Linked DNA regions of Hordeum vulgare: region 2 is linked to region 1. A link is a contact called in public Hi-C data. All regions are on one chromosome and are shown on one strand. The core of a region is the stretch at or near the end of the contact, and the rest is flanking DNA. Distances in the headings are between cores, read along the strand shown. Region 1 holds the start of LOC123452403 (F-box protein At1g47056-like). Region 2 holds the start of LOC123397704 (receptor like protein kinase S.2).

Region 1 (5,057 bases), core at 1,614-4,113:
ACATGCATGTATCATTGTTATCAAGGATAAAACGATGGGGGTCTATTCCTACTTAGATCTTGCCTACATCATGTCATCATTCTTAAGGCAACATTACTGCGTTTCTCCATGAACTCAATACACTAGATGCATGCTCGATAGCGGTCGATGTATGGAGTAATAAAAGTAGATGCAGACATAAGTCGGTTTACTTATCTTGAACGTGATGCCTAAATACATGATCATTGTCTTGAATATCTTCATAACTATTTGCTCTTCTATCAATTGCCCAACAATAATTTGTCCACCCACAATTTGCTATTTTCTCGAGAGAAGCCACTAGTGAAACCTACTCCCCCCGAGTCTACTTCACATCATCTATTTGCAATATACTTTGTTATTTGCGTTTCTACTTTATATTCTCTTTTGTTTTCAAATCTATATTATCAAAACCCCAAAAATACCTCGTTGTGTTCTATTTGCTATTACTCTTATTTGCATCTATCAATCTATCCTTACTTTACCCACGAGGGATTGACAATCCCTCCACGCGTTGGGTTGCGAGGATTTGCTATTTGTGTGCAGGTGCTGCTTACATAGTCTTGTGGATCTTCCTACTAGATTGACGCATTGGTTTCTTAACTGAGGGAAATATTTGTCGTCGTTGTGCTACATCACCCTTTAAGCTTGGAGGGAAACCAACGCATGAGCGAGACTAAGCAGGCACCACCCTTCAAAATGTAATAGATTTGGTAGTAAGATGAACTCCTTGCTCTTGTGCTTCAAAAAGATAGCCTCCTCAACACTTAATCATTCTCTCACAAATTTGGCATGGCTAGAAGAGATTGATTGGGTAGAAAGCAACTTGGGGAGGCTAGAGATCAAGTTTCAAATGGATGGATTGGAATATTTTGATCTCAACACATGAGTAGGTGTGTGTCTCTCTCGGAAAAATAGATATGACAAGTGTATGTGTGTTCTGAATGCTTCCTCTACGAATGAGAGTTGGTGGATGGGTATATATAGGCATCTCCAAAAACCCAACCGTTACAACATTATTGCCCAACTCGGTGAAACCGAAGTGAATCTCGGTGGCATCGATTTGCACAAAAGGTGGCAACTTTCAAATTCTCGGTGAGACCGATAAAGAAATCTTGGTGGTACCGATATGGGTGACCTAGGACAGTTTCCAAATCTCGGTGATACCGATTTCAAGACTCGGAATTTGTGATTCTTGAAAACGACATACCAGAAACTTGGTCACTAGTTTCGGTGACATAGAAAGGAATGTTGGTGGTACCGAGACTCTAGGTTTGGCAAAGAGTCTGTGTGGTGGAAAATCAGTATGGTCGAATGGAAAATCTTGATGGCACCGATTTTGCTATTTAGGCTTCGGAGAGAGAACTTTTGTGGGAGAATGACTGAGTATTTTTGGTGGCTATATCTAAGCACTTGAGCAACCAATTCATCATAGATACCTCACCCCTTTTAATAGTATTGACTTTCTATGGACTCAAACGCGAATTCTCACAAATATAAAATGCGGAGTCTTATAGCTTGAAGCTTGGACAATCATATTCCGTTCCTTGTATCGAGGGGTTCAGCTCACAATCCTTAACCAATGCATCTTTGAACTTTTCTCAAATATACTTGGATAAGATCATTAGTTCAATGATTCTTATGTTGTGATTAATTATCACAACCACCTTAAGGAGAAGTTGTGCTTTCACATGTCCGCATCAACCCGGACCTGGCGAAAGCCTGAATTCTCGACAGGTTCATCACCATCGCGGAGACGGCCGCACGATGTCGTTGCCGCCTCGGCGTGGAGGTCATCAAGATTGGCTAGGAATGGTCGCTTTACGACACCTCCGCCGGTGCCGGTAGGGGCAAGGCCGCCGCCAGGGCATCACGAGCGCCGTCGGTAGTTGTTGCGGCGCCATCCACAACACGCAGAAGGAAGCGGGTCTACGCCTATGCGAGCGCCACACTACGACCGGACAAGGCTGGCACGGCGGCCCCTCGCCCTTTCTTTGCTCGAGAGACGGTGACAGCGATGACAAGAACAACGACGACAGCGACGACACGAACAACGACGACAATACGATCGAGCAGGGCTGCCAATTAGATGGGGGCGACGGTGTTTCCGTGTGAGGGTTCGCAGACTGGTCTTCGCAGATCGTCGAGGATCAGCAATGGAGGTGTCCTTACCATTTTTTTCCTAGAAGACTAGAAGTATATACTGTCTATACCTTATATATATATTAATAAAGGAAATAAGTATTTTTAGTCCTCATGCTATTTTATAGAAAACCCTCCGATGTTTTTAACATTAAACCCGTAGTATATATATATATTTTTTAAATACTCATATCTTGTAAACGGTAACTTCAAATTTAACATATTATATATAGAATCTGATTAAAAAAATATGTAAAATTTAAATATGATGCTATTTTATCTGTTAAACATTTAACAAAAATACTATCTAGGATGCAATCTTAATAAATAAATTATTATTCGTCTTTCTTTCATACCAGTACTCAGCCGGATTGGGGATAAACACGTCAACAAAATCAGAATCAGAGATGAAAGTGAAGGTCACTTGTCTGGTTCTTTGTACGTATTAAATCTACATGCAAGCCGTGTTAAAATAGAAGACCTATAAAATTTTGAACTGTATTTTTATAAAATAAAATCATCTTTATTTGTGCCGTAACTACAAATTCTCAGATTATAAACTATTTTTATAAATTAAAAACGTATGGTATTTTTTTATCCGGACCACCTATCAAAGTCATCGAGAATGCGAAAGAAAAGAAAAACCGTGTACCCAGGACGGAGCACTTAACCGGATTTAATCACCCTCGCGTCCGTAGCATCCCTTCCTCCATTCCTTCCTTTCCCCAATCCCCCACCCGACCCCAACTCCTCCCTCCGTTCCTTCCGCCTCCCCCGTAGATCCGCCACCACCGCCCCCTTCCCCCATGGGCCAGTGCCCCTCCGCCCCCCGCTACCACCACCACCGCAAGCCTCCTCCTCCTCCGCCGTCCCCCACCGCGCAGGCAGCGTCGCCTCGTTTCTGCAGCGCCGCGGCTGCCGAGGACGCGGCGGAGGCGGCGGAGGCTGACTACACTTCCGACCTCCCCGAGGAGCTCCTCGCCGTCGTTTTCGGGCTCCTCGGCTCGGGCGACCGCAAGCGCTGCTCCCTGGTTTGCCGACGCTGGCTCGCCACCGAGGCCTCCTCGCGCCTGCGCCTCGCCCTTGACGCGCGGGCGCCGCTCCTCGCCGCTGCCCCGGCCATCCTCGCGCGCTTCTCCGCTGTATCCAAGCTCGCGCTCAAGTGCGACCGCCGCGCGGAGAGCGTCGGCGATCCCACGCTCGCGCTCGTCGCGCATCGTCTCGGCCCGGGTCTTCGCCGCCTCAAGCTCCGCTCGGTCCGTGCTGTCACCGACCACGGCGTCGCCGCCCTCGCCGCCGCGGCTGTAAACCTCCGCAAGCTCTCAGTTGGGTCATGCACCTTCGGCGCCAAGGGGATCGAGGCAGTTCTCCGGTCCTGCCCCCAACTCGAGGAGCTCTCTGTCAAGCGTCTGCGAGGCCTAGCTGACTCAGAGCCCATCACCGTTTCCAGCCCTCGTCTCCAGTCTCTGGCCCTCAAAGAGCTTTACAACGGGCAGTGCTTCTCCTGTTTAATCACGCACTCCCCCAACCTCAAAACCCTCAAGATCATCCGCTGCTCCGGTGATTGGGACCCTGTTCTCCAGGCGATCCCACAGGGTGCCTTGCTAGCCGAGCTTCATCTTGAGAAGCTGCAGGTCAGCGACCTTGGTGTGGCGGCGCTATGTGGGCTAGAGGTCCTGTACCTTGCCAAAGCGCCGGAGGTCACAGATATTGGGTTGGCAGCACTTGCCACCAAGTCACCACGTCTACGCAAGCTGCATGTTGATGGATGGAAGGCGAATAGGATTGGCGACCGTGGGCTTGCAACTGTGGCCCAGAAATGTGCTGCTTTGCAGGAATTGGTTCTCATTGGTGTGAATTTGACATCGGCCAGTCTTGAGTTGATTGCTGCCAACTGCCCCACTCTTGAGCGGCTTGCGCTTTGTGGGTCTGACACATTTGGGGATGCAGAGATCTCCTGCGTGGCGACTAAGTGTGCTTCTCTGCGGAAGCTGTGCATCAAGGCATGCCCTGTGTCTGATGCTGGAATGGACAAGCTTGCAGCAGGCTGCCCACGCCTTGTCAAGGTGAAGGTGAAGAAGTGCCGCAGGGTGACGTTTGAGTGTGCTGAGCGCCTTCGTGCTAGTCGGCACGGCGCCCTTGCTGTGAATTTTGACACGCCAGGTGGTGCGGGCGAATTGCAAGATGCTAGTGTGGACGAGAGTGGTGTACTGGAGAATGCAGGAAGTGATGTGGTACAAGATGATTTTGATGATCAGATAGGGGTTCCTGATCTTCTGTGTGGCACCAGTGGCAGACCATCAGGGTGGAAAGCACGGATGGGTGCTTTGATGACAAGGAGCTTGTCGGTTTCCATGTTTCGGAGACGTCCGCGCAGGAGCCCCCATAGCTCATGAGTCGCAAGAATTATGTGCCATGGTTACTCCTTCTGCCCTTTGATTCTTTTATGTTTGTTACATTGATTGATGCTGTTGTTGTTCTTTGTGATTGATGTTCTTGTCTTCCTTAATTGTACCATGAAGTTTCCCCTGGACCAGCTAGTCTATTTAGAGGGTACTTATTATTTGATCTTGCTCTTTGTAGTAGCAGAGATCTGATCGCACAATGTAATCTTGTATGAGGTATTTTTTGGATTGAAAAATATGATATGCCAAGCCAGCACTATTGTCAACTTTCTGTCATAATTTTTCATGTTGGTATCTATGGTCTTCAGATGCAAAGTGCTTATTAATTTAACTATAAGGACTAGTCTTCAAATGCAATTTCTTTATTACTTTGAACTATAAGAACCTGGAAATAATAATGATCAGAAATCAACAATATATACATATTATGATTCTGAAGAGAAGTGCCTTTTGGGTCAATCGATGTTTGCATAGTCACATATATCTCTTTTC
Region 2 (5,057 bases), core at 1,379-3,878, 460 kb after region 1:
GCGCCGCCGGGTCCGACCGCGTGCACGCGATGCCCAGCTTCGCCAGCCGCACCAGCTCTCGCCGGTCGAACCTGTCGTCCAGCCGCCTGTCCGCGAGCGCCTCCACGTCACGGACGTCCTGCTCCTGGCCGACCTGCACCTTCCTTACGAGGAGCACCTCCGGCGACCTCATGTCCACCGCCATCGCGCCGGTCACGACCTCGAGAACCACCACCCCGAAGCTGTACACGTCGGCCATCGTGGTGGCCTCGCCGGTCTCCATGTACTCCGGCGACATGTACCCGAAGATGCCCCGCGCCGAGCCTGAGCCGGTGGGCAAAACCACGTGGGGGTTATTGTGCTCGTTTCTTGACAGGAACTCGGCGAGCGCGAAGCTGCCCAGCCGCGGGCTCCGGTCCGGGTCCAGGAACACCGCCGCCGATGTGATGTTGCGGTGGATGACCTGCTCGTCCCACTCCTCGTGCAGGTACAGCACGGCGGACGCCAGCGCCCTCACGATGCCGTACCTGTGGCGCCACGAGAGTATCTCAGAATTGCTGTGCCGGACGATGAGGTGGTGGCTCAAGAGGTTCCCCGGGGAGTGGTCGTAGACGACGAGCATCTCGCCATGGTCCGTGCACCACCCGCGCAGCTGCACCAGGTTCCGGTGCCTCAGCTTGGCCAGGTTGCAGAGCTCGTTGGCGAACCGGACGCGCAGCGCCGGGCACGTCTTCATGCCCAGCCGCTTCACGAGGACGTGGACGCGCCCGCCATTGCCGTTGTCCAAGAAGCCCTCGTACCCTGTCCCGAAGTCCAGCTCCGCCACCACCTGCGACTCGGAGAAGTCGTTGGTAATCTCCACGATCTCCTTGTACGATATCTCACGCGGAGTGTCCACAGTTGGAACCGCCACCGCTGGCCGCGGCGACGATCGCTGGCTGTTGCCGCTCTTATTCTCACCCGAGCCGCCGGTGGGCGACCTGCCGTCTTCAGCAGTGAGGTAAATGGTGGTACCAGCCGCTGTGGCGTACATGTGCTTCGTCGACGAGGCAGAGGTGGCTGTGCTGTTCGTGCCGGCGATTGTTGTCGATGTACCGGAGTCAGAGGAGGATGAGGTGAGAGAGATGTACTTTGGGAGTGCTAAGAAGGACGGAAGCGCCGGGAGGTCGCCGGAGCAGCTGCCGGAGATGTTCTCCACCACCCACTTCATGGTAGGACGAGCCCTCGGGTCATGCAGCGAGCAGAGGAGGCCGAGGTGGATGAACCGGCCCATGTCGAACATGGCGCGCGCGCCTTCCGGCAGCTTGCGGTCACCGGCTTTGAGCAGCTTTCCCTCGTCGGACAGCCGGCGTACCCAATCCAGCATGAAGATTTGGTCGTCTGGGTAGGCCAGATCGACCGCCCGACGTCCGGTGGCCACCTCCAATAGCACAATCCCGAAGCTGAAAACGTCGGACTTGGCCGTGGCCCCGCCCCTGCGCTGGAAACTCTCCGGAGGGAGGTACCCGATGGTGCCGCCGATCCTGCTCGTGTCGATCAGCCGGAACTGGTAGTTGGCTGAGGAAGAAAAGGACGACGTCGACCGAACGGATGGCGGCGACGGCAGCAGCTCGAGCTTTTTCGTGGGCGGCGCGTCCTCCACGGTGTGCTCAAGCCAGCGGGCGAGGCCGAAGTCGCCAAGCCGAGCGTTGTACTCGGAATCAAGCATGACGTTGCTGGTCTTGACGTCCCGGTGGATGATCTGCGTGTCGAGCTGCTCGTGCAGGTAGAGCAGCGCGGCGGCGAGGCCGGCCACGATGCGGCGCCGCCGGTCCCAGCCGAGCGCGGGCGCAGCCGAGGCCGGCGCGAAGAGGAGGCGGTCGAGGCTGCGGTTGGGCATGTAGTCGTACACGAGAAGCAGCTCCTCCTCGTCCCGGACGCACCACCCGCGGAGGCGCACGAGGTTGCGGTGCCGCAGCCGGGCAACCGCGGCCAGCTCCGCCAGGAACGACTTCTCGAAGCGGTCGACGCCGACGCTGGCCACGCACTTGACGGCCACCGTGGTGCCATCGCTTGGCAGCATGGCGCGGTACACCCGGCCGAAACCGCCGCTGCCGAGGACCTCTTGGTCACTGAAGCCGCTGGTCCCGATGTAGAGCTCGGAGTAGCTGAACACCCTGGGCCCCGTCGCGCCTCTGATCTTCCTCGCGCCGACCTCGTACACGCCGTCCATGTCCTCGAAGCTCATCTTCGCGGACCGGGAGTCGTGGCAGCCGCAGCGGAGGCAGGAGAGCGCGCGGCCGACCTTGTCGCGGACGTACGAGCTCAGCTTCTCCCCGGGGCGCCGCCGGGCATCGTCGTCGTCGTGGTCGTCAGCCGAGGCCGCGAGGACCTCGTCCCCGTCCATGGGCAGCACGAAGCACAGCCGGCGGAGCGACATGGACGCGTTGGGCGGGAGATGGTACGTGCGTGTCAGGGGGATGTCAGCCGGGCATAATTAATGGTGCCCGCGAGCGTGCGGCGTTTAAAGTTGCCGGTGGAGGTCTTGATCAGTGGGGAATGGAATGGCGAGTGCGCGCGCGCGCGTGGCCACGGAGCGGTGGGGGGCAGGTGGGATAGGATAGGAAAGGTGACACAAGATGACAAGAGGACTTTGGTTTAGGCGCGGCGATAGGTTTAGTGTGGCGTGCGACGGCTAAGCATAAGGAGTTGGCCTAGGTAGCTCGGGTGGTGGCATGCAGCTCATTCATGGTGGGTGGCTCACTCGGTTGACTTGGATGGCAGGTGGGGGGTGCTCGTTGAAAGGGAGAGGCCGCGCGATCGGAGAATGGTTTTCCGGCCACGTATTTTCACATGGGTTTTGGTGGTGCCGGCCGGTGAGGTCACGGGCCGGCCGGGTGGAACACGACGACACACTTCTCCTACCGTCTCCTGTGGTATGATTGTGTCAAGCCGGTGCTCGCTAGGGGTTTGTTTCAACGCTAGCCATTATTTACGATGTCTCCTATGGTACAATAAGCCGGTTCTAGCAATGCGTTTCAACGTTTGTCATTATTTAATTATTAGAGGTTTTTTTCGTCAAGGCGTGGAAATCGCTCAAATTTACATTCCAGCAACATTGTTAAGGAAATCGTTAACTCGTAGCTGCTCGGTTAGCTGGCGTGTAGGTGATTAATAATCTTAAAGAATTAATCGGACGAACTATAAGTTTATTGGCTACTCGGTGACCCTATAAATAGAGATTAATCGACAAGTTAACTGATTAATCGGATGAATTCTTTAACAGGGTCCAACGGTGAGACAAGCCCTAGTCATTGAGCAAAAATTTCATCTGCTTCCATGTTTTTCGGGGAGCTCCTAATTAGCGTTGCAAGTGTCAATTTCCCTAGCTGACGCCCACGCACCATCACCCCGTCGGCTAGACCATATAAGCGAGCGCTTGGTGGGTTTGCTCCATCGATCACCGGTGGGGGGCTCACTTCAGTCAGTTGTTGATTAAATATGAAAGAAAATGAAAAACTCGTAATTAACAAAAAGAATTGTGAATTTAAAATTTTCACAGATTTTAAAAAAGATCATGATTTTTTTTAAAGTTCACCTAATTTGAAAATTTTCATTGAATTTGAAAAACGTTCATCGAATAGGAAAACAATTCAACAAATTTGAAAAAAAAAATTTACCGAATTAGAAAAAGTTCATCAAAGTTGAAAAAAACCATTGATTTTGAAAAAAGTTTGTCCAGTCTTAAAAAAGTTAATCAAACTTGAAAAGGAATTAACCGATTTTGGAAAAGGTTCACAAAATTTTAAAATAGTTCATCAAATTTGGAAAGAGTTCATTGATTTAAAAGAAAAGCCCGTTGGTTTTAAAACACTCATTTTTTTTAAAAGCCAAAATAAAAAGCTTCATGGATTTTATTAAAAGGCACATTAAAGAAAACAAAAAGGAATGATAGAAAAGAAGAAGCAAAAAAACCAAACTGACATACACAATAAAATGTTGGGCTGTAATATAATTACACAAATCGGGTCATGGCCGGATGGTTAGAGCCAAGTGCTCACAACGAAGTGGTTCCACATCGTCATATTTTAGAAAAAGGTTCATTTATTTTCAGAAAAAAATTCTTCAATCTTGAAAAAATTTCGTTGAAATTTAAAAAAGTTTATCCATATTTAAAAAAAATGTAGATTTTTTAGAAAAAAATCCTCAACGGACGATTGAATGGATCAATCTATTTACGAACGTCACAGACGTCAGTTAACAAAAATACACGTATACTTAAACGTGTGGCATCAAATAGAAAATGCCTCTCCGCAAGCTAATAAACAGGCCTGATCACCGACTGATTCCAAACATGGTGGCTGTTTTTTTCCTCTATTTTTGCGGCTAAAAACGGTGGCCATTGGCTTTACGCGTTCGCCCAAGGACCAAAATTAGGGACCGACCAGATGTAAGTCGACTGAATATTGAAGTATATTTGAATCAATCCTTTTATTGTACCGAGTCCAAAGTCGCCGCTGCGTTGAATCCTTCCGCAACGTCCGCTTCTCTAATCGCAGGATTACCAGCTCTCGACATGCAGACGTACGTATATTTCGTGTAGTAGCTTTGCCTAGTGCTAAGCATAATGCAAACTACTCCCTTCTTCTCAAAATAAGTGTCTTAACTTTGTACTAGCTTTAATATAAAGTTGTATTAAACTTGAGACAGTTATTTTGGAACGAAGAGAGTATAAGTCTTTCTAAAGATTCTATTAGAAACTACATACGGATGTATATAGACATATTTTAGAGTGTAGATTCACTCATTTTGTTTTGTATATAGTTTTCTAATAAAATGTCTTAAAAGACTTAAGACGTGTTCGGACTCCCTCCGCTCCGCGACTCCGCGCCGGAGCGGAGTGGCCGTCCAGTGTTAATTAGGAGAGTTCCTAAAATGCAGCTCCGCGTACTCCGCTCCGTGGAGGGAGTCCGAACAGGCGCTTATACTCCCTCCATTTCAAAATAAGTGTCTCAGCCTTAGTATAAATTTATACTAGAGCTAGTATAAAGTTGAGACACTGAGAAAGTATTTAGGAACGGAGGAAGTAGATGATACCC

The links. Hi-C and Micro-C count contacts between places; a contact is called where the count stands out from the background.
Region 2: a contact with region 1 is called in a Hi-C map of seedling, with 4 times the contacts expected there. The contact joins the promoter of LOC123397704 here to the promoter of LOC123452403 in region 1. A contact is called at or near these places in 2 of 6 Hi-C or Micro-C datasets (leaf and seedling) and 1 of 1 datasets of contacts at active chromatin or transcription factors (embryo).

The regions. Positions count from the first base shown.
Region 1 is chr5H:349,480,960-349,486,016 of MorexV3_pseudomolecules_assembly, forward strand. It overlaps LOC123452403 (F-box protein At1g47056-like), which reads left to right and starts at 2,864. Exons shown (of 1, transcript XM_045129050.1): 1 at 2,864-4,818. The coding sequence starts at 2,967. The coding sequence ends at 4,556.
Region 2 is chr5H:349,939,425-349,944,481 of MorexV3_pseudomolecules_assembly, forward strand. LOC123397704 (receptor like protein kinase S.2) reads right to left here and starts at 2,629. Exons shown (of 1, transcript XM_045092240.1): 1 at 1-2,629. The coding sequence starts at 2,398.